7 separate regions of the Mus musculus genome follow, and regions 2, 3, 4, 5, 6 and 7 are each linked to region 1. Evidence: chromatin contacts called from public ChIA-PET, HiChIP or PLAC-seq and promoter capture Hi-C data. All regions are on one chromosome and are shown on one strand. The core of a region is the stretch at or near the end of the contact, and the rest is flanking DNA. Distances in the headings are between cores, read along the strand shown. Region 1 holds the start of Furin (furin (paired basic amino acid cleaving enzyme)). Region 2 holds the start of Pde8a (phosphodiesterase 8A). Region 3 overlaps Slc28a1 (solute carrier family 28 (sodium-coupled nucleoside transporter), member 1). Region 4 holds the start of Slc28a1 (solute carrier family 28 (sodium-coupled nucleoside transporter), member 1). Region 5 overlaps Alpk3 (alpha-kinase 3). Region 6 holds the start of Zfp592 (zinc finger protein 592). Region 7 holds the start of Sec11a (SEC11 homolog A, signal peptidase complex subunit).

The links. Promoter capture Hi-C pulls out the DNA fragments that hold promoters and counts their contacts. ChIA-PET counts read pairs in DNA pulled down with a chosen protein or histone mark. HiChIP or PLAC-seq counts read pairs in DNA pulled down with a chosen protein or histone mark. Capture Hi-C pulls out chosen DNA fragments and counts their contacts.
Region 2: a promoter capture Hi-C map of adipose tissue shows a contact between it and region 1, with 2.9 times the contacts expected there. The contact joins the promoter of Pde8a here to the promoter of Furin in region 1. A contact is called at or near these places in 1 of 115 datasets of contacts at active chromatin or transcription factors (memory CD8 T cells) and 2 of 9 other capture datasets (adipose tissue and liver).
Region 3: an H3K27ac HiChIP or PLAC-seq map of embryonic stem cells shows a contact between it and region 1, with 3 times the contacts expected there. The contact joins the enhancer-like site here to the promoter of Furin in region 1. A contact is called at or near these places in 1 of 39 promoter capture datasets (cranial neural crest), 1 of 15 datasets of contacts at CTCF or cohesin (large pre-B cells), 1 of 484 Hi-C or Micro-C datasets (embryonic stem cells) and 5 of 115 datasets of contacts at active chromatin or transcription factors (embryonic stem cells, memory CD8 T cells, regulatory T cells and 1 more).
Region 4: a promoter capture Hi-C map of embryonic stem cells shows a contact between it and region 1, with 2.9 times the contacts expected there. The contact joins the promoter of Slc28a1 here to the promoter of Furin in region 1. A contact is called at or near these places in 3 of 39 promoter capture datasets (embryonic stem cells, liver and pre-B cells).
Region 5: an RNA polymerase II ChIA-PET map of memory CD8 T cells shows a contact between it and region 1, with 10 read pairs. The contact joins the enhancer-like site here to the promoter of Furin in region 1. A contact is called at or near these places in 2 of 484 Hi-C or Micro-C datasets (the G1E-ER4 cell line and embryonic stem cells), 2 of 115 datasets of contacts at active chromatin or transcription factors (embryonic stem cells and memory CD8 T cells) and 3 of 9 other capture datasets (adipose tissue, embryonic stem cells and liver).
Region 6: a contact with region 1 is called in an RNA polymerase II ChIA-PET map of memory CD8 T cells, with 48 read pairs. The contact joins the promoter of Zfp592 here to the promoter of Furin in region 1. A contact is called at or near these places in 1 of 39 promoter capture datasets (embryonic stem cells), 4 of 484 Hi-C or Micro-C datasets (the HL-1 cell line, cardiomyocytes, embryonic stem cells and 1 more), 2 of 115 datasets of contacts at active chromatin or transcription factors (large pre-B cells and memory CD8 T cells) and 2 of 9 other capture datasets (adipose tissue and liver).
Region 7: a contact with region 1 is called in a promoter capture Hi-C map of pancreatic islet. The contact joins the promoter of Sec11a here to the promoter of Furin in region 1. A contact is called at or near these places in 2 of 39 promoter capture datasets (embryonic stem cells and pre-B cells), 1 of 484 Hi-C or Micro-C datasets (embryonic stem cells), 3 of 115 datasets of contacts at active chromatin or transcription factors (astrocytes, large pre-B cells and memory CD8 T cells) and 2 of 9 other capture datasets (liver and pancreatic islet).

Annotation. Positions count from the first base shown.
Region 1 is chr7:80,401,301-80,404,276 of GRCm38.p6, forward strand. Furin (furin (paired basic amino acid cleaving enzyme)) reads right to left here and starts at 1,512. Exons shown (of 16, transcript NM_011046.3): 1 at 1,230-1,512.
Region 2 is chr7:81,211,751-81,214,726 of GRCm38.p6, forward strand. It overlaps Pde8a (phosphodiesterase 8A), which reads left to right and starts at 1,515. Exons shown (of 22, transcript NM_008803.3): 1 at 1,515-2,338. The coding sequence starts at 2,165.
Region 3 is chr7:81,140,289-81,143,264 of GRCm38.p6, forward strand. It overlaps Slc28a1 (solute carrier family 28 (sodium-coupled nucleoside transporter), member 1), which reads left to right. Exons shown (of 18, transcript NM_001004184.3): 10 at 1,676-1,756. Among named protein-coding and RNA genes, the nearest start is that of Slc28a1, 27 kb to the left of the region's middle. Within about 2 kb of position 1,538, at least 11 of the 459 cell types and tissues checked have an H3K27ac peak or open chromatin away from gene starts, as enhancers often do. A contact at or near this core is called in embryonic stem cells, where this site is marked.
Region 4 is chr7:81,113,248-81,116,223 of GRCm38.p6, forward strand. Slc28a1 (solute carrier family 28 (sodium-coupled nucleoside transporter), member 1) reads left to right here and starts at 1,552. Exons shown (of 18, transcript NM_001004184.3): 1 at 1,552-1,630; 2 at 2,276-2,387. The coding sequence starts at 2,292.
Region 5 is chr7:81,074,091-81,077,066 of GRCm38.p6, forward strand. Alpk3 (alpha-kinase 3) reads left to right here. Exons shown (of 14, transcript NM_054085.2): 4 at 2,783-2,900. Among named protein-coding and RNA genes, the nearest start is that of Alpk3, 18 kb to the left of the region's middle. Within about 2 kb of position 1,496, at least 100 of the 459 cell types and tissues checked have an H3K27ac peak or open chromatin away from gene starts, as enhancers often do. A contact at or near this core is called in the G1E-ER4 cell line, adipose tissue, embryonic stem cells and 2 more, where this site is marked.
Region 6 is chr7:80,992,282-80,995,257 of GRCm38.p6, forward strand. Zfp592 (zinc finger protein 592) reads left to right here and starts at 1,403. Exons shown (of 10, transcript NM_178707.4): 1 at 1,403-1,481.
Region 7 is chr7:80,945,983-80,948,958 of GRCm38.p6, forward strand. Sec11a (SEC11 homolog A, signal peptidase complex subunit) reads right to left here and starts at 1,568. Exons shown (of 6, transcript NM_019951.1): 1 at 1,420-1,568. The coding sequence starts at 1,470.

The DNA of each region.
Region 1 (2,976 bases), core at 262-2,761:
GGCCTGACTAGAGAATAGGCTATAGTACTGTCCTAGCTCTTTTCTTAGGCAAAGCCTTTCTGTCTCTCCCTAGAACCTACAGACAGAGATAACCACAACCATTCCAGGCATAAGACGGGCACTTACCCCCAGGTGTGGCTGCTGTTTCTAGGACCTGGAGACCCAGCTGAGGCAGCCACAGAGCAAGCCACCAAAGACTGCTGGGAAACCCAATCAGGTCTCTCTTTCCAGCAGAGACCCCAAGGCAGGTCCTGTTACAGGCACCTCCCAGGAAATTTTAACTCCTAGTCCCTGCTCAACTACTTACACAAGTCATTTCCACTCTCTGGGCCTCAGTTTCCTTGGTGGTTAAAAACTATTAGGACAGAGGCTTTCAAACTTTTTTTAAGCCATAGGATCCTCTTTTTAAAAAAATACAAATTTTAGATAGAAGCCCAAAACAGGAAACACACACCTAATCTGCTCGCCCACCCTCCTTTTCTATGTCCACACCTGGCCAGCAGCCACATGCCCTCACTGGGCCACATCACCTGCGTCGTCTTGGCACTTCCCAAGTCAGAGAGAATCCCAGTGCTTCAGAGAGATGAAAGTCCACTTCCCCTAGGCGCAAAGCCCTGGGGCGGTGGGAACGGCGGCACCGAGCAGACTAGTGTCTGCTGTCAGACCTGTATGGCAAGCAGGCCGCCCCTCGGCTAGCCACCCGATGGATGGGGGCAGCAGGGGCCTCGGCCAGGCCTCGGCAGGAGGCAGCCCGGAGCGAGCCTCCCCCAAGCCGGCCTGTGCGCGCACGCGAAATCCGCCCCCGACCGCTCCGGCCGTACAGGTGTGCCAGGCGGCCGAGGACCCCGTGCCCTCCCGGGAGCGCGCCCCACCAGGCGCAGGCCCCGGCCGCCGGGGCCACGGAGGACCGCGGGCAGGCGGGAGCACCCAGAGTCCGAGGAATGCTCTGCCTAGCCCGCCCCAGCAGGGGCCCCGCCGGCGCTTCCTGAGGTCATAGGGCTCGCCCCGGCCCCAGCGGAAAAGTACCGGCGCGGGCCCAAGCCCGGCGCTCAGGTGGGCTGCGCGGCTCCCGTCCTCCCGCCGCGGCGGCCGAGAATCCGCGACCAGAGCCCGGCGGCCGGCGAGGCCCGGGGCTGCGCCGCCCGGCTCCGCGCTCCCCCGCCCGCTCCGGGCCCGGTTCCCCAGCGCGCCGCCTCCCCGGCCCCGGGCCGCGCGCCCTCGCCGCTTACCCTGGGGAGCCCGGGCGGGGAAACTTTTCCGGACGAGCGCCGCGGCCGCTCGGGTACCCCTCGGCCGAGCACGGAGCCCGGCGGCGGGGGCCTGGCTCCGGCGGTCCCCGCGCCCGGCAGCGGCGTCACGGCGCGCAGGCGGGGAGGCGCGGCGGCGCGGCCTCGGCCCGGCCGGCGACCAGGGCAAGGCTCGGCCTGGGCTCGGGCGCGGGCGGGGGGCAGCGGCCCGGCCGCGGCGGCGCGGCTTGTTTACTCGGGCCGCTGTCACAGCGGCGGCGGCGGCGGCGGCGGCCCGGGCTCCTCCTCCTCCGCGCCGCGCCCCTCCCCCTCGCGGCGCCACCTCCGCGCTCGGCGGCCGCAGCCGGCCCGGCCCGTTCGCCGCCCGGGTCGGGTCAGGCCGGGCCCGGCCGGGCCCGGCCGGTGTTCAGAGAGCTCCACGCGGCGGGCCCTGCGTTCTCGGGGCGCCCTGTCTGCGGCTGCCAGCGGGGCGGGTAGGGAGCGTGGTCCCTGCGCGCCACCCCAGGCCCCTCGGTCCGCACCGCGTTAGGCTCTTGGCCCCGCAAACTCCCGGGCAGATGGTTTCGGAGACCCGGACTGGGAGCCCGCGGGCGAGATGGCGAGGGAAGGGCCGAGGGTCGGGGGGTTTGGGGAGAGTCCAAGCTGGCCCTGCCTTGCCCGAGGTTCCTGGGTCCCGAGTTTTGAGTTTGGGGATAGTCAAGGGAAGCGCCCTGGGATGGCGGACCTGGGGCAACTCCACTCTCAGGTCGGATCTCACAGCGGCAGGGCAGCCCTCGTGCCTCCAGTTAGAGGAGTCACAGTTTTATTTGCTTTTGTAGAGACAGGTGGATAAACAGAAATAGCCCACCTCCTTTTATGGTTTTTTTTTTTTCCCAATACTTTTTTTTCCCCCTGCAACAACGGAGAGCTAGGCACTGGGCCAATCAGTTCACCCTATCTTCTCCTTATGTACATTCCTTAATCCACATAATCCGCTCAGGATGACATTATTAATCCCACTTTACAGATAAGGAAACTGAGGCACACAAAGTTTAAATAATTTTCCTTAAGCTACACAACTTAGCAGGCCTCAGACTTGGCAGCGTTTCACTCCAAGCTACTTACAGTATACCAGCCAGAGCCCTTCCCTCCCTGGGTTCCTGCCCTAGAAAACGGCTGTGCTACTTGGCGGAAGGTTGACATTCTGCTCGAGCTGAGAAAGAAGAGGGGAACCGGGCCAAGATCTTCCCAGGCTGGGTTGTTCCAAGGTCGCCAGCGGCCTCTGCACATCCCTTCTTGCTCTCTGTGAGATAACCTGGCCACATGAGACTTTGCCTCAAAACCCTCAAAGTAGTACACATACACACATACACACGTATCATTTGTGTGGAAAGTCGTCCAGGAAAGTTGGGCTCAAATCCTTGCGGTACTATTTTGCATTATTTCGAACCTTAAATTCTCAGAGCCCCGATTTATCCCTCTGAAAATGGAGATGTGTATGAAGTTAACTGAATCTGTTATTTGAGCATCCGTTAAAACACTGCAGACATGGGGTCTCTAAAAGTCTGGTTCCTCCCAGATTGGGGGCTTTCCCTTAGAAGGAGCTAAGACCTGTGGGGACCACTGTGGGGTAGCCCCCACCAGCACCACCACATGCACATTTGGGAGAACAATACTCTTGTGGTGAGACTGAGGCAGGAAGTGAGTCAGAGATTTTCCTTAGGCTATGAGCAACATCACCCATTTAGGG
Region 2 (2,976 bases), core at 265-2,764, 810 kb after region 1:
ACAGAATCCAACTCAGGATCAGAGAGAGATTGGGGAAGGTACGGATCTGTCTTTGGTCTCTAGCTAGCCTCCTTTCCTCAGCCCCACCCTGCTATTGACATCAAGCTCAAGGATCCCTAAGACAAAGCAGGGCCGCTGTGAGCCAGTCCGCGAGGGGAGGGCCGGGGCTTCCTGGAGCTTCACTAGCAAGGTCACTGTGGAGTTGTCAAGGCCAGACTTTTGGTGGGCGGAGAGAAGAGCCTTAGACTTGTACGTGCATCTTGGCTAAAGGCAATTTCTCTAGGGATCCAGCTACCAGCTGAAAAAAAACAAAACAAAACAAAAAAAAACAAAACAAAAAATCTACCCTCTAAGACTGCTAGTTGAAAACACCACAGACTGGGTGGAATAACGGGTGTCAGTACAAAAACTTTTCCTGTTTTTCAAGACACCTTGGAGGAGCCAGTCATATTTTTATAGGACAGCGTGCTTTAACTTGACAAAGGAGCCGCGTGCCAAAGGCCAGAAAAGAGAACCAGTTTCTAAAGCTGCTCCAGCCTTATCCGCTCCGGAAGCCGCCCTGTATCCTCCTTTGGTGGCGAAGATCGATGCTCAAGGACGTTGCAGCTGCCACAGGGACCAAGCACCTGTGTCTGTCACAGCAGGGACTTCAGCCCGGAGCACATCTCCGGGTCTTAACAGTAGCCAGTCCGCGGGCAGGAGTCTCAGCCACTCAGGGTCGCACCCGGGTGCGTGTAGGAAAGGTGTGGACTGAGGAAAGGAAGCTACGTCCCGGTCCCGCCAGGGTCCCGGTGGACCTAGAGAGCAAAGAAGGGCGGGAAGGCCCTCGAAGTGGCTGGCTCTGGGTATCAGATGCACACCCAGGGGCGTCGCCCTCCAGTTTCAGCTACCGAGAGGTTAAGAGACTCATCTGGAGTCACACAGCTAGCTATCTGGTAGCACTTGGGGGGCTGCAGTTCTGATCCCTGCTGGACGGACGCACAACTCTTCATTTGGTTCGGATCCTTGGGACTGTCGAACCTGGAATCGTCCTTTGGTTAAGAGGACCGGCTTTCCCTAACCAACTTCGAAATATTGCAGTCCCACAGGTCTGAGTGCAACCAGAGGCGTGACGTGCCAGGTCTTGGAGCAAGGGCTATCCCTGGTAATAACGCCTGGGACCTGGAGTGTAGTTCCCCATGGACTTCGGAACGCTTCGGACTGAGGTCCTTCCAACTGGTCTCTTAACGGACGATAGCTCCAAATCTCAAACACAGTGACCTGACAGTGAACGAACTCGGTAGCCCCTGAAGCAGAATGGCTCTGTATCCTTCAGCAAGTCCTTTCCTTTCTCCGGACGGGCTGGCTAGGTGCCCCTGCGGTCGCGGCCGCGCATGCTCTTGGACGGGCGGTACAGGGAGCGGGCGGCGGGCGCCCCAGCTGCTTTGCATTGACGCCAGCAGCCGCTGGAGGTCACCGCTGGGGGCTGGGCGCGGCGAGTTGCCCGCAAGACGCGGTCCGGAGCACGGAGCGGGAGTCTCGGATGCTCAACTCCTGGCTCGCGCAGCCGCCTCGGCGCTTCTCGACGGCGCGGCCCGACCGGAGTCGAGGCGCTCGCTCCGTCAGCGAGCGGGTCCCCAGCTCGGAGTGCGGGCGCCGAGGGCTGGGCTCCCCTACGGTAGCCCGACTAGGGGCGCTCACCCAGCCGTCCGCCGGGCCGAGGAGAGGCACCGCCAGGCGAGCGAGCGCCCGTTTCCTCGAGAGTCAGACGAGGCGAGGGCGGCGGTGCAAACGCGGCGCGGGCTCGCGGCTCCCGGTGGCGAGAGCGCAAATCTCCACCCCCGACATTTCCCCGGAAGCGCGGCGGCTGCGGCGCGCGCGGCGATGTGAGGGAGACAGCGGCGGCTCCCGCCTCAGGAAGGGCATGTTCGGAGGGGCGTCCGCGGCGCGCCTCTCGCCCCAGCGCCCCCTCCCCACGGCCGCCGCGCCCGCAGCGCAATAAAAGGGGCGGCCGCGCTTCCTGACGCGAGACCCGCGCTTGCCGCCGCCGCCCACCCGCCTGCCCGCCCGCCCGCTCAGGCCGCGATGACACGGCGCCCGCGGCGGCCCCGAGGCGCCGGGCGGGCCGTTTGCTGACCGGATCGCGGCTGCCCGCCAGCGAGTCCGCGGTGCCGCCGCCGCCAGTATGGGCTGCGCCCCGAGCATCCACACTTCCGAAAACCGAACGTTTAGCCACAGCGACGGCGAGGACGAGGACGTGGACGTGGACGTCCCGGGCCCCGCGCCGAGATCTATTCAGCGATGGTCGACCGCGCCCGGGCTCGTGGAGCCTCAGCCTCGGGATAACGGCGCCTCGAAGGTGAGCCGCACTGGGAGGGCGGGGAAACAAACGCGGGGCACTGGGGGCCCTCTAGGCAGCCGCCCTGGCGTTGACCGACGCCAGCCGCCCGCGTTTGCGGGCTGTCGCGGACCGAGGCTTAACAGGGCTATGACGCGGCGCCGCGGGATCCGCCGTGTCCGTTCCTTCCCGGCCGGGGTCGGACGCGGCGAGTCAGTTTTCTCCCAGCGGGGTGGGTGGGGGACCCGGGATATCCCCGGCACGTTCCTGACATGGTAAACCAGAGTGCACTTTGCTCTGGCATTCCCAGAGTAGAAAGGCAAGGGTTGTCCGCACTGGGAAGGGTCTTAGATGCCACCAGTTCCCCCCCCCCCTCACCCCCTGCCTAGCTTATCCCAACCTCTGTCCTCTCATTGCACAAGCAGTTTCACTTTTCCACTTTTTTGGGGGCCATTGAAATGTAACCTGGAACATAGGTTTGGCTTCACTGCACGCTTTATCTGAAGTTCAGGTTTGTTAGCATACGTGTGGTATTTAAAGCCTGTGTAATTAGAAAATACTACTGGAGACGTGACCGTGACCCTCGAAGGATTCAGCAGGGCGAAGTTAATTTTGTATGGAGGCAGTCTGCCTGGGACTTGCAGGGTTTTCTGTTTTGT
Region 3 (2,976 bases), core at 288-2,787, 740 kb after region 1:
CAGCTGGTGTCACCCCCATAGACTCCCAGAACCTGCCTCCTCCTACCAGATCTCCATCTCATTCCAGAGATGCCCCCATCAATTTCCCTTCTCTCTCTCAGTCCCCGCTTAGCCATTCTGAGAGGTTTGAGATAGAATCTCAGAGTCATTTTGATTTGCATTTCCCTGATGTTGAACATTTCATTAAGTGCTTCTCAGCCATTAGAGATTCCTCTGTTGAGAATTCTGTTTAACACTGCCTCATTTTAAGTTGGGTTATTTGGTTTGTTGGTGTCTAATTTCTTAAGTTCTTTATATATTTTGGATATCAGTCCTCTGTCTGATGTAGGGTTGGTTAAGATATTTTCCCACTCTGTAGACTACATTATGGTGAATGATTTTTTTTTTTAAAGACATGGTCTTATTTTGTAGCCCTGGATGTCCTAGAACTCAATATGTAGACCAGGCTGACTTTGAAATCACAGAATCTGCTTGCCTCTGCCTCGTGAGTCCTGGAATTAAAAATGTGTGCTACCATGCCCAGCCAACAAGGTTGTTGTTGTTGTTGTTGGCTGGGCTGGAGAGATGGCTCAGCGGCAGTTAAGAATTTGTACTGCTGCCCTTGCAGAAGACCTTGTTGGGTTCCCATTGTTCACCTTGGTAGCTCATAACTCCCTGAAACTCCAGCTCCAAGGGATCTGATGCCTTTTTCTCTAAGCTTCCAGCATCTGCACACACATACACAGAAAACAAACCCATATAAATATACATATATGTATGCATGCCAGACTTGTGTCGCCGTCAGAGGACAGCTAGCAGGAGTTGGTTCTCTTCCCACTCTGTGGGTCCTGGCAATCAAACTAAGGTCGTCAGACTTGGTGACAAATGCAGTTTGCTCACCTTAGCTGGTTTGCTGACCCTCCACCTCATCTTCTGAGATAGGATCTCTCACTGAGCCTGAGTTTACTGACTTGGGTGGACTGGCTGCCAGCAAGGCCCAGAGATCCTCCTGTGTCTCCCTCTACAGCACTGGGGTTACATGGGTCCTGACCTGACCAACTGAGCTGTAGTACAACCAGTTTTAAGCTTATCCCCGACTAGCTTACAAATAAATGAGACTCAGACTATAGTTATTTTATTTGGCTTTGACAACTACTGGGGGCCACCCCTAATCTTCTTTTCTAACTGCTGGCCTGGCTACCTCCCTAGCAGTGTACCCTAGATACATGCTGTTTCTCCTGGCCACATGCTCATAGTTCATCTCCCCTCATGGGTAGCTTCCTCTCTCCTCTCTCCTTCCTTCTCTTCCTCAGCTCTCCTCCACCCCACCCCAATCCAGGTCACTCCAAACACACCTACCTCTCATTCCTCCAGTAATTGGCTGTAGCAATTTTATTTAACCAATAGTTTTAAATCTAGGAACAAGGTTTGCACAACAAAAAGCTTTTAAAGGTGAGAATTTACTCCCCTTTAAAAGAATTTACAGAATTTAGCATTACAATACGAAGCAAAAGACCAAACCTCCACACTGCCACCTCCCCAGTTCCCTGATCACCTCTTTTAAAACTGCTCCAATGCTAATTAAGGTTCAAACCACTTCAGGGTCCTGGGCTAGAAGAGTTGGGTACTTTCACCCCCAACTCTTTCTGACTCTGGCTTGCTAATGGCCACTCATGAGTACGCTGGTTTTTTCCAGATTGCCTGGTTGATGCAGGTCACCATGGGCACCTCAGCCACTGAAACCCTAAGTGTGGCAGGAAACATCTTTGTGAGCCAGGTAGGTACTGCAACTACCCCAAAGAGACTGGAGGGGGGCAGGGATCCAATCTAATTCAAGGGAGAGCCATTTAACCTGTCCCCAGGTTCACAGAAGGCTGCTGCCCAGGGATGCTACAAGTCCTGCCTGTGTCATGCCAACCACCCACATGGTCCATTTGGCACCTCTGTCACTTCAGCCTGGGCTGTTGTTATCAGCTTAGATACTGACAGGCTAACCGGGGAAACTGAGGCTAGGGAGATGTGACTAATTTGGCCAAGATCCTGCAGGGATAAATAAAGACACACTTAGTCATTTAGTCAGTTGGTGTTTGTTTGTTTGTTTTTCCTTGATCAGGCTTCTTTCCACTGTATCATTTGGTCTACTTAGTTTTGCTTTGCCTGAAATGTATTTCTTTTTTTTTTTTTTTTCTTTTTTCTTTTGTTTTTTCGAGACAGGGTTTCTCTGTATAGCTCTGGCTGTCCTGGAACTCACTCTGTAGACCAGGCTGGCTTTGAACTCAGAAATCTGCCTGCCTTTGCCTCCCGAGTGCTGGGATCAAAGGCGTGCGCCACCACGCCCGGCTTGAAATGTATTTCTTAAAATAATATAGTTCTGAAGGCACCAGGACTCCTGAGTCTCTTCAGGCCTAACCTTCCCAAGAAGGAGACTATGGAAGTCAGGGAGTCCCTAAGAGATACCCTCGCCAAGTGGTACCTTATTATTATTATTATTTATTTATTTATTTATTTATTTAAAGAAAGTATTGGCCTGATTTTTGTTATGGTGCAAGATGTAAAGGTAATTGTTATTCATCTGATTAATTGTCATCTCAGAGACTTCCTCTCCAATCTGCTGACCTAGGCCTTGATGTGTTAATTAATATCAAATAATATTAATCTATATCTATCTATCTATATATATTGAGCGGATAAACCAAACAGCAGACTAGGCCAAGGTGGTTCCACGTGGGAGAGGTTCCACGTGCAGAGATAGAGGGGCAGCGAAGCAGGTAGAAGGGCAGAGAAGAGGAAAAAGAGAGAAAGAGGGGGAAGAAGAGAAGAAAGAGAGAGGAAAAAGAGAGCAAGGAGGGGGTGATCCCCTAATTTATACAGAAAATGATGTCACACCAGTGAGGGTGGGAACTGAGCCAAGTGGATTGTGGGATTGAGGGTCATTGTCCTGGCAACACAGGTCAAGGGTCACATAGACAGGGGCTTGGAGTGTCCTGGTGCTAACAT
Region 4 (2,976 bases), core at 302-2,801, 710 kb after region 1:
CATCCTTGTTTAGAAGGCCAGAGCCTCTGAAGCTGCTGTAAGGAAGGCTGTGAAGTAGCTTGCTCTCTCAGTGAGCCTCTGCCGGCTTCTGGGCACCAAGAGGAAGAAAGAGCAGTGTGTGTGTGTGTGTGTGTGTGTGTGTGTGTGTGTGTGTGTTTGTGTGCGCGCGCGCACGCACAAGAGGAGCCACTGAGAACAGAGGCATCAAAGCGGATAAGGTCCTTTCCCTTCATTGAGGCTGAGGGGGGCTCCTTCAGTATCTGCTCTGGCCCCATCCCAGTCTTGCTCAAGGTAAACATTTATCTTATGATCAAGGGGACCAGTGACCTGACAGTGGGTATTGTATCTCGAGATACAATATACGTATGTGTCCATGTGTGCGTATATGTATCTCCAGATACAATATACGTATGTATCCATGTGTGTGTATATGTATCTCCAGATACAATATAGGTATGTGTCCATGTGTGTGTATATGTATCTCCAGATACAATATAGGTATGTGTCCATGTGTATGTGTGTGTATATGTATATTCAGATAAGCAAGTTGTGAAAACCCTGCAACAGTACAATTTCCTATTGGAAAATGAATAACAAAATAGTGTATACTTAAGGGGAAATAAGAAAAATTCTTAGGCTCTGTATATTTCTATAACACCTTCATGCTTCATTCCGCATGACCAGGGGTGTGGAGATGCACACCTGGAATCCCAGTATTGGACATGTGGAGGCCAGAGGATTGGGTGTTTAGGGCTAACTTCGGCTACATAGCAGGTTCAAAGTCAGGCTGGGTTAGATGAGACGATATTCTCCTAACCCCAATAGAAACAGATAGTTTCTAAGAACAGGGGGTACCACTTATGTCCAGCCTCTTCTTTTCCATTTTTCCAAAACAGCCAGTGTATGCCTCTGTGTGAGGCATCTTTTGTATCATAAAAGATAATTAATTATTAAAGAGTGTGCATCATCAATTATTAAATCCTGTCAGGTAAGTTTAAATTTAGTTTGAAGACTGTAGATGAAAGTGTTGTCCCCCAACTTTGCACGTGTAACTCGGGTGTCACTCTAGGAAGAAAGGGGAGAAGGAAATGGTGTGATTTTGGCTTGTTTCTGCGACTGTGTGATGCTTAGCCCCGAGCCACCACCTGTTTGTGATAAAGACAGCGCTTTCAATATCTTCTAGTTTTGGAAAACGAGTCGCCGATACTGTGAGAAAAGGAGGCTGAGCCACAACACGAAGACACATTTCCAGGATGCTGACAGAAAGAGGAGGGAGAGAGTAACCAAGGTGGCTTCCCAAAGGAGGCGTCCTGGAGCAAGGCCAGGAAGAGGTTGGTTTGGGAAAGGGCAGCAGACAGAGGGCAGGACCACAGAGGACCCGGCTTGAGTGAGCCAGGCTACCCCATCATGCTTTTTCTGAAACAGGCTGGGGTCCCCGCCCCTGCGGTGGCCCTGAGCTCTGGGGAAGCCCAACCTACTTCAGTTTTGGACTCTGCCCAGGAATTTCCACAGAAGTGAACAGGCCAAAGCCCAAGCAGGTTGGACCCAGCCCTCCCACAGCAACCTGTGCTTCAGTCAGTCAGTTCTTAACAGTCAATCCCTCCTGACGCTGCCTTCTCACTACAAATCTGTGAGTAGTGTGGGCTCCTCTCCTCTCCGTACAGCAGTGAATGCGAGTGCCCAGGTAGCAGGCATCCCCCAGCCCTGGCTGCATGCTCCACATGCCCTCTGAGGGTCTGTGTCTGGGGAAGATCTGCTTAGCCAGCTGCTGTTGAGTAGGGAAGGCCTAAGGTGTGGGCAAGAGAGGGACCGCAGTGGGGAAACGGGAGTTTGGGCTCTCATTTGCAGGTGAGCTAACATCTAAAAGCAGCTTCACTGAGAATGAGGAATGTTCGGTTTTGAGTGGAACAGTCCTGGGTAGCGCTGGCTTCAAGATGGATGAAATGAGCACTTCCTCCCCTGCCAATGATTTTCACCGGTTGTAGGAAGTAAAGATAACTAAGGGCTCTTTTCTGAGCCGTGCCCACACCAGTGCCTACGCCATCCCCTCTTTCCCTTCCTGGTGACTGGTGACTAAGGGACAGTTCACTGTTGGAGCTTACAAGGACTTGCATCTCCCAGGATCAGGAGAGAGGGCAGAAAGGGTGTCTCTCCCACTCTCCCCTTCTCTCTCCCTCTCCCTTTCCCCTCCCCCTCGCCCTCCCTCTCTGGTTCCTTTTCTCTCTCCTGGCCCTCCTTTCGGCTGTGGACCCTCTGTGACATCTTTGTCTTTCAGCTGAAGAGCCTAGCACATGGCAGACGACACACCGAGGCAACGAGAGTCCATTTCCCTCACACCTGTGGCCCATGGCCTGGAGAACATGGGGGCCGAGTTCCTGGAAATAATGGTCTGTCCTCTTCCCCTATAGCACCTCCTCAGCCTGACTGGCATCTCACAGGGGTGTGGGGTGGTGTGGGGCTCAGCTTGATTGGCATCTCACTAGGTGGGGTGGCTCAGTTTGACTAGCAGCTCATAGTGGGAGGGCCCCTCAGCTTGACTGGCAGCTATGGGCTGGGGGACTGTGTGTTTCACTCTGTGCTCTGAGCTCTGCTTGTGTAGTACCTCCCCAGCACAAAGCACCCCCTTTATTTCACCCCTTAAACATGTTCTGAGTACCCACTGTGTGATGTACCCACTGTGTGCTGTCAGCAAAGGTCCCAGGAGGGAAGAACATCTGGTCTACAAGATGAGAGGGGAAGCAGATGATGGGGTGGGGTGTCCTTGGCATTTAAAGAACTTGCCATCTTGTCTTGGCTCCCCAAAGGCCAAGCAGAGGACTGAAAAGCTTGACATGATACCTTCTGCCCTCCCTCCCTTCCCTAACAAGGCTCCCTCTTCTTTACCAAGTGCCCCCTAGCCCCCTACTTGGACAGTGCAGTAAGAAGTGCCCTGGAGTCATGCAGTGGGGCGGGCCTGCCTGGGATCTTCCTTAAGGG
Region 5 (2,976 bases), core at 246-2,745, 670 kb after region 1:
CCTCTCCCTCTGTTTGCGTGTGTGTTTGCATATGTGTACCATGCATGGAAGTATGTGTGGAGCTGAGTTAAGGACATAATCCTCTTGAGCTTTTGTGTATTTATATAACATAGTAACCATCACCCAGGAAGTAACCAGCACGTTACAAATAATCTTGTTTTCAAAGCCATTTGTTTTGTTTTGTTTTGTTTTGTTTTGTTTTGTTTTGTTTTTCAAGACAGGGTTTCTCTGTGCAGCCCTGGCTGTCCTGGAACTCACTTTGTAGACCAGGCTGTCCTTGAACTCAGAAATCAGCCTGCCTCTGCCTCCCAAGTGCTGGAATTAAAGGCGTGCACCACCACCGCCCAGCTTCAAAGCCACTCTTGCTATGAAGCCCTGATCCCCATTATTGGCAGAATTATGGGGTGTTCCTGTGGCTCAGGCTCAGCTGTGTAGGCCACTCCCTGTTCCCCTCCTTGTCCCAGGCCTTTGCCCCACTCCAGCCTCTCTTGGACTGCAGGCTGAGGATGTCCCTCCCGGGCAGGTCATGAGGCAGAAGACTCCAAGGCCCTGGTGGGTGAGATCATCCCACAAGATGGTGAGAGCACCTGTGCTTGCCCTAGCCACACGCACAGTGATGTAACCCAGGGCTTTAGCGCACAGTGGAAACACAGGGCTCAGTTTACAGCCAGCACAGCCCAGTTTGTTCCTGGCCCAGCCGGCTGTAGCCCTGCCTCCCCTGCTCCCCGCTGATGTTCGACTTCCCTTGCTTGCCCTTTGCCCTTCCTCATATGCCTCGGATGGGGCTCCCGTGGGTTTGTTTCCTGTTCCTTACTCCTTTGCTTGCTCCTCTGACAGGGGGTTATGGAGGAACCGCTATGCAGGCACTGGTGCAGGCGATAGAGATACGGTAGTGAACACAGGATGGCTCCTGCCCACTTGAGTCTTGGGTCTAGTAGGAGAGATGGCCAAGGAGCTAAGCTAAGGTGTGATTAGTGGCGGGAAGGGGAGGGGCTGGTGACTGGGGGTATGCACCCATGCCTTCAGTATTACTTGATCCAAGACCAAATCCCCAGCCAAGGAGCTCGCTTCTTTCTCTGGACCATAGTTCTCCATACAGTTGATGTATTCATTGGTAAATATTTACTTATTGTGGATTGCATTACCAGGCACTATTCTAGGAACTGGGGATGCAGCATTGACGAACACAGATAAGTCCCCGCTGTCACGAAGCCAATATTCGATATTCTGTGATGGGCACACTGTGACAGACAGGACACACACAAATTAACAAGCTCAGTGTGTCTCATGGCAGTGTGCTCTAGGAAGAAAGATGCAAGACGAGGGAGGACAGCAAGGCTGAGGGGAGAGAGCCACAGGCTCGCACAGGCTGTTGGAAGGCCTCTGTGAGGAGTTAGACAGGAAGCAGAGTGGCGCAGGATGTGGCCTCCTGGGCTGTTAGTGTGAGCCAGCAAGACTGAGGCGGGGGTGCGGCTCACAAATGGGAGAGGGAGATGAGATCAGGTCACTGCCACAGCGACAGGGTGCAGACTGTGTGTGCCTGTGTGAGGTGGGGCTCCTGGGGTGCTCTGAGTGTGGCTGAGAGTAGATGGATCTGAAGTCACACTCTGCTTGTGGCGTTTCCAATTGAAGAGAGGCCACGACAGGGGCAGCGAGGCCATCAAGGAAGGTCTCCCTGGGACCCAAGTGGGGCATGAAAGTGGTGGGGACTAGGATGTGACAGGAAATGGTCAGATCCTGGGTCTGCTCCCAAGGGTGAGCCTGTAGGACTATCTGACAGGGTGAGTGTGAGAAGAAAGGAAAAAGGAGGACTCGGGGCTGTGGCCTGAGCCACACTGGGGGATGGGTTGTCCCCTTACTGAGCTGTGTGTGAATAGGCTTGGGATACGGATAAGGAGTCGGATGGGTCACACCTGTGGCCTGCTAGGCCGTCAAGTGCAGATATGAAGTCAATGTACAGTCTGGAGTTGAGAGGAGAGGGCTGGACTAGAGGTTGCAACAGCAGGGGGTCCTTGCTGCTCCTTGAGCAGCTAAAGCCAGTCTAGGAAGTAGGCAGTCAGGCCTAAGGATCAACGAGCGATTTAGCAATGTGCACGTCACAGTTGACTTCGACGGACAGTTCAAGTGTAGCAGAGGAAACAGGAGTAGAGATGGAAGACAAGGCATAAAAAGCTCCACAGACGGCTTCTGCAGGCTCAGGTGCAGTGGCGCACATCTCTATCCCAGCACTCAGAGGCAGAGGCAGGCAGGGCTCTGTGAGTTCAAGGCCAGCCTAGTCTACATGGTTCCAGGACAGCAAGGCCTATATAGAAAGACCCTGTCTTAATAATAATAATAATAAGCCAAGTGATGGTGTCATGTGCCTTTAATCTCAGCACTCTGGAGGCAGAGGCAGGTGGATCCCTGTGAATTTGAAGCCAGCCTGGTCTACAGAGTGAGTTCCAGGATAGCCAGGGCTACACAGAGAAACCCAGTTTCAAAGAGACCAATAAATGAATAAATAAACAAATAAGTGAATAAATAAAAGATCTCTCTTCTAGTTGAAAGCTAAGAAGTCTCTTCCCCCTAGTTCTCATCCTTTCAGTCAGAGGGGAGAATGCTTTCTGCTTTGACAGATCCTACTTTCTGAAGCTGAGCTGAGTGACAGGGACAGTGCCTCCGGAGGGCCCGGGGCACTGGAACCGTCCAGTCTCTTCAGACAGCTCGAAGCCCTTGCCTCTGCGTCTCCTCCCACTACTTTGGATCTCACCTACTATTATTCAATCTCTTGCTTCCTTGTCAGGATACCCAGAGCCAGAGGTGACCTGGTACAAGGATGACATAGAACTGGACCGTTACTGTGGCTTGCCAAAATACGAGATCACTCATCAAGGCAACCGTCACACCCTGCAGCTGTACAGGTGAGGGAGAGGGGCCGGCATGGCTCTCTGCCCTCCCGAGGGCCCTGCGCTGGATCCTGCCATCAGACCTGGAGTC
Region 6 (2,976 bases), core at 153-2,652, 590 kb after region 1:
CCCAGCTGCTCTTGAACTCAAAATCATCTTGCCTCATTCTCCCAAGAGCTGGGATTACACACATGCACTACCGCACGGGACAAATATTTCTATCTTTATTCATCTTTCGAATCTTGTTGGACAACACGCCTTTTCCTTGGACTTCCTCTTCCCCATTTCCCATCTTTCTGGGATATAAACTATAAATGACTCTGTCTTTGGCTCCTTGAGCTCTCGCTCTCTCTCAAACTGGAACAAATGAAACAAACCTTTCTTTTTACTCCTTCTTAAGATGGAGGCTAGTTTTCCCTTCCTCTCCCTGCCAAACTTCTGGAAAGAATAATTTCTCGTAACTGCCTTCACTCCTTCATCACTACCGCACTCCTCATGCAGGTGTTGGGTTCTGTCGGGTCCTGGCACACAGCAGACTCAGCTGAATGTCAGCTCTGGCCCTTTTGCCAAGTGTGGGCTTTTTCCTGGTTTCTTCGGGAGGAATTTGCTCATGCTTAGCAATCCTGCCTGGCACCAGAACTGGCCTGCCAGTTCCCACCGTCCGACCCTGCTGCCTTACTATCGCGTCCCCAAGGGACTCCAGGTTCTTGGAAAGTCCTGCGGGTCAACTTGGTAATTTTTTTGTCGGCCGCCTCTCCGAGTTCTTGCCCTGGAGTCACAGCCTCCCTGGTGAGCCTGCGAATTGCCAGTCCACCCTGAGAGGTTATCAGCTCCCTCCACCCCAACCCCTCCACCTCCATTCCACTCTCCGAGCGTCCCTTGGCTCCCCCAGAGGTAACACGTCTGAGCGCCCCGCGCCCGCAAGCATGTCCTTCCATCCTGCGACGAGTAGCCATTTAAGGCGCACCTGAGTGCCCAGGCCCACTGCCCTCCTGCTTCCTTTCACTTAGCAGTGCTGCCTAGGCCCGACTCGCCCAGCTCTCCGCGAAGACGACTTCTTCCGAGCTCTTGAGGCGCTCGGCGTCCGGTCGGCCCATAGCCGCGAAGGTACAACGCGTCCCTCCGGCAGGCGGCCTGGGCCGCACCGAGGCCTCAGAGGCGCGTCCGAGCTTCCCGGGCCCAGGTGGCCGGGAGAGGCCGCGCCAAGGGCGGCGGGAGCCAGCCCAGGTCGGAGTCCCGGTCCTGCCTGCGCCGTCCTCGCCCCGCCCCTCCCCGGAGTCAGCGTAGCCAGGGTCGCACCAGCCTGAGGCGGGAGGGAGGCGGAAGGCGCGGGGCCGGGCCAGGCCAGGCCGGGCCGGGCCGGGCCGGGGCAGCTCTATAGCCGCACCGCCCTGGCCGGTGCCCAGGCCCGAGTCGCCTTCCGCCCGCCCTTCCCACCCGCGGCCTCAGCCAGGTCCCGCCGCCAGCCCGGCTCCCGCCCCCGCTCCGCCCCCGGAGCCGCAGCCCCGCCCGCCACCGCCGTCGCCATGTTGTGGCTCCCGCAGCCGGCGCTGGGGACGCGCGCGGCCGAGCCCGGGGCCTGTCGCTGCCGCCGCCGCCGCCGCCGCCAGGTAAGCGCCCCCCGCCGCCTGGACGGGGCGAGGCCACCATCCGGGCCGCTCCAGCTCGGGCAGGGGAGTCTGAGAGGAGCGGGCTCTGCCCGCGCCGCGGCCCGGCCCTGCAGCCTGGTGGACCCTGCCCGCCGCCCCAGGCGGCAGCCACTTCCCCCGATCGCCGCCAGGCGGGCCCTGGCCACCACCCTACCCCGCCCCCGGCCCGGACCCCTTCCGCCGCCGCCGCCCGCCGATCGGGGCGGCCCGGGCACTCCGCTGTCGTCCCGCGCGCGACAGGCGGCCGCCCGCCGAGCCCCCGGCCCAGGCAGGGATAACGGTGCACTTCACCAGGCTGGGACGCCCTGTCAGCTCCACGGTCCCCGCCGCGCGAGGACCTGGCGCCGTCACTGGGCAGACACTTAGAACATCGGCCCTCCTCGGCGCCCCTCAGTCTCCCCCTCAGCCTCGCCCAAGTTCTGACCCCGGGGGTTCCTTCTCCCGGGGCAGACAAGTCTTCCTCCTCCAGAGTTGGGGTGCTTAGGGGGGGGTGACCAGGCCTGTTGATCAGGCTTGAACTGATTTCTCTGCGGGGTCTCTTCCTGCCAACCGAGGGGCTAGTGGGGAAAGGCTCCGTGTGACCCGGGGAGGGGGAGGACAGGAGAGCGTCTGCTGGACAGATGGCCTCCTGGCCTTGAAGCAGCTTTTGTGAGGGGGAGGGGTCCGTATGACCTTAGGTATGCCTGCTCTTGAGAACCTAAGATTATTGGAGGTGGTCAGGTATTTTTTTTTTTTTTTAACTATTTTTACGAGCAGACCAGAGGTGACATTAAAAGTCCAGGGTTGAAACAACCTACAGGCCCACCCAGGGAGCATGCTTTGTAGCCAGGACAAGCCTAGATAGTTTCTGCTTTAGGAGAGTGGGATTCGGGTGGGTAAAATGGGTTTGGACCAGGGTTTGCCCGTGGCCTGTGCTCGTGTAGGAGCTAGAGTGTGATTGTGTCAGGTGTACACCGGCTGAGCACACAATGTGCTTGGCCTGATGGGTGCTGAGTGGGACTTCAGAAGTCTATTTGCTAAACTGACAGGTACATTACAGTGGGAAAGAGAAAGGAGCCTGGTGCTTTTTTTTTTTTTTTTTTTTTTTTGGACCATTTCTACAGCTCCACTGAAGATGGCTTTGGTTCATTACCCCTCCCCCCATCTCCACTTTTAACCAGGTTGGCCACCAAGCTCCGGTCTTAAACCTCCCCCGTAGTTGGGACTTCAGGCAACCATGCCTAACTGAAAACATTTTTTTTTCTGAGTATTTGTAGTATGCGCCATGACAGAACTAGGTTTTGGAGATACTGTGTCAACCAGAAAGATACCTCCACTTTAGTGTGGGAGATCTTGACCTAGAGACAAAGTCCAGAAATAAGAAAATATTTGTCAACAAATACATGTTTTCCATGTGGCGAGCAATGAAAACTAACTGTCCTTGTACAGCTTTCCTTCTAACATGTGGGAAGACAGT
Region 7 (2,976 bases), core at 318-2,817, 540 kb after region 1:
GGCAGAGGCAGGTGGATCTCTGATTTCCAAACCAGCCTCATCTACATGTGAGGCCTTATCTAAAAAAAAAAAAAAAAAAAGGAGGAGAAGGAGGAGGAGGAGGAGGAGAAAGAAAGGAAGGAAGGAAGAAAAGGTCTTTCCAGATGGAGGATACATGTGCTCAGTGACAGATCACTTGCCTAGTGCTAGGAATGATTTTCAGCACATTTGAAAAACAATCAAACAAACTTAAAAAAGAAAATACGGTTATTTACCCTGACTCAAGATGCGAAGGCAGGAGTCCAGCTCAAAGCCAGCTTGGGCTACACGGTGAGTTCCAGGCAACAGGGCAGAGTCATACCAGCCAGTGATGCCATGTTGTGACATATATCTATAAATCTACCTCTCATGAGGCTGAGGCAGGAGGACTACATAGCAAGACTCTGTCTCGAAATAAAGTAATAAAAATAAGGTCTTTCAAAACTAGAAGCGCGGTTCTGGTAGCCTGTGATGAATGCAAGGCCCTGGTATTGATCCCCATCACCGAAATAGGAGTCCATACAGAAGACAGTTAAGTGACAGCTACTCCTTAAAGCTGTTCTGACTGGAATGTCTCACAATTTTGTATGTATGTCTAAGAAGAGACGGACCTACTTTTCTATGTAATAATTATAAACAGGGCAAAACAAAGTCCTGTTCCAAAATAAACCAAATCTTTAAATGAGACAATTCTTAATACCAAAATACGAGGGGGGTAGGGAGGCAGGGAAAAGGTCAATTGCTACCAGAACATTCGGTTCAGGAGACAAAAAGGTGACCGTGTTCTCAGTACCTTCTAACACATGAGCTAGAAGACAGCAAGACTGAAGGATAAAATCTGATTTAAGTTTCAAGATTTCTGTTCCACTGACATCTATCATCAAAGATTCAGTGGACTGTCACCTTTCTGCCAAGGAAACTGGCACACAAGTGGTATAACAGATTCAACTCCGAGCTTAGAGTGACCCTAGTTAAAATGGATGAAGCTCACTGAGGTCTAGCTGGGCTGAAAGGTGGCTACACAATGAAAGCAACACAACGGCTCCTGTGGGACCTGTAATGGCTTTCCCCAGAGCCCCACCAGAAACGGTTAAGTCTGCCGCTTTACAGTGTCCCAAACTCCCACTTACAAAGCGCCCTATAGTTTTCACTTACTCCCCTGCCTCCTCGGGGGGAAGGGATCGCAAAGGTTCTCTCCTTCCCTCTCGGTCCCCCGAATCTGGTGCTATGAATGGGGGCAAAGAGGTCTTGGCTACCTACAGTCTGCAAAGAAAGAAATGATCCATACAGGCAACCGACCCACGCAGGCCCTCAATCCCGCCCAGAGATCCGCGGGGCGCCCCGCAACGGCAAAGAGACCAGAGGAACCCTGGCAGAGAGAGAGAGGGCGGCCCGTCTCACCTGCCTCTTGTTCATCCGCCGCACATCGTCTAGAAAGTCTAGAGACAGCATGGTGAGATGGAGAGCGCGACAACTAGCAGCCAAGAGGGCGCGATAGAACCACCAAGAGGGACCGCTGCAACACGGGCCGGGCTCACCGTGGACAGAACCCCCTGATGCCTGCACTTCCGCTTCCGGGGCGGGAGCAGGCGAAGCTCCTCCCTTCTGAGCAGAGAATGGACAAAGAATGACTTGTGAGCCCCCTAGAACAGCCCAGGGCCTGGCCTTGTCAAAAAAGGACCGTAGCCTTCTCCGGCCGAGAACCGGCTGAAGGCTGCTTTCTGTGCTCAGCCCGCGCGGCGGCTCCCGAAGACAGTGACCCTAGGTTAGCTAAGCCCACAGCGTGCGGAAGGCGGGCCCTTGGACAGGCCTGGCCAATCGGAAGCCGAGTCTGCGCCAGCGCGAAGTCGGTGTCTTCCTGCGTGCTGCTGGGGCACGGGTGTGGCTCGGGACGTGGTGCCTTGCTGTTTGTTCTCAGGTGGAGCACGCTGCGGTTCGCTACCGGAAGCTGTGTGTGTCTTTTAAAGCATTGTATACACACACACACACACACACACACACACACACACACACACACACACACGCCAATTGATCACAAGATGCCTTAGTGTCATGAGGGCACTGGTGGTGCAGGTGGCCAGGAAGACCCGTCTCAGTTTTGACCTTTACCAACAGTGATTTGCTTTGTCTCCTGACACTTGGATGTGAGCCATTTATTTGACCCGCAAATTTTCACAGGGGCGGGGATTAGAAGTGACATCATTGCCATGGGGTTTCTTTTGGTGGGTGATAGATGTACAACTCCATGTATATACTAAAACCATTGAATTGTGCGCCTTAGTGGACTGTATGGTATGTGAATTATAGCACAATAAAGTAGGTGTGAGAATGGAAAGGAAACCGCTGATGTCTTGTTCACTGTTAAATTCCCAGTGGTGGCCGCACAGCTGGCATGTATAAGGCACAAAATCAGTACTTGAATTTAAAGAGAGGAAAGAGAGAAAGACTATCTTCAACTATTAGTAGAAACCTTACATTTACTGAGATGGGATAGGAAATGTTTAGAATTTCCAAGTTAGAAAGTTTTATAAAAGAAAATACATAGAAACCCCCATGGGGTGCCCCATAGGTATCCCAGCTTCCGTGACAGTACCAGATATGTGTATCAGAATGACTTCTTCATTAATAACTGTTGATGTGGTTCTCGATCTAAATTCTGGCTAGTAGAAACCTTCACATAAGCTTGTCAGTGTTAAATTCAACCTAAGTTCAAATTAAGTGGGAATGAGCTTTGACCCTGTATTTTGTGCCTTGAAGAGCCCCAAGAGCAGCTCAAAATCCTGTGGGTCCAAAAAAGGTGAATAAGCTATTTAGTTGGGAAGCTTTAAAAGCATCTCGTACAAGTGGGTGATGGGGGGAAGACAGGTAGATCTCTGCAAGTTCGAGGCCAGCCTGGTCTAAATAGTGAATTCCAGGACAGCCAGAGATTCATAATAGAGAGATGCTACCAAAAAAAAA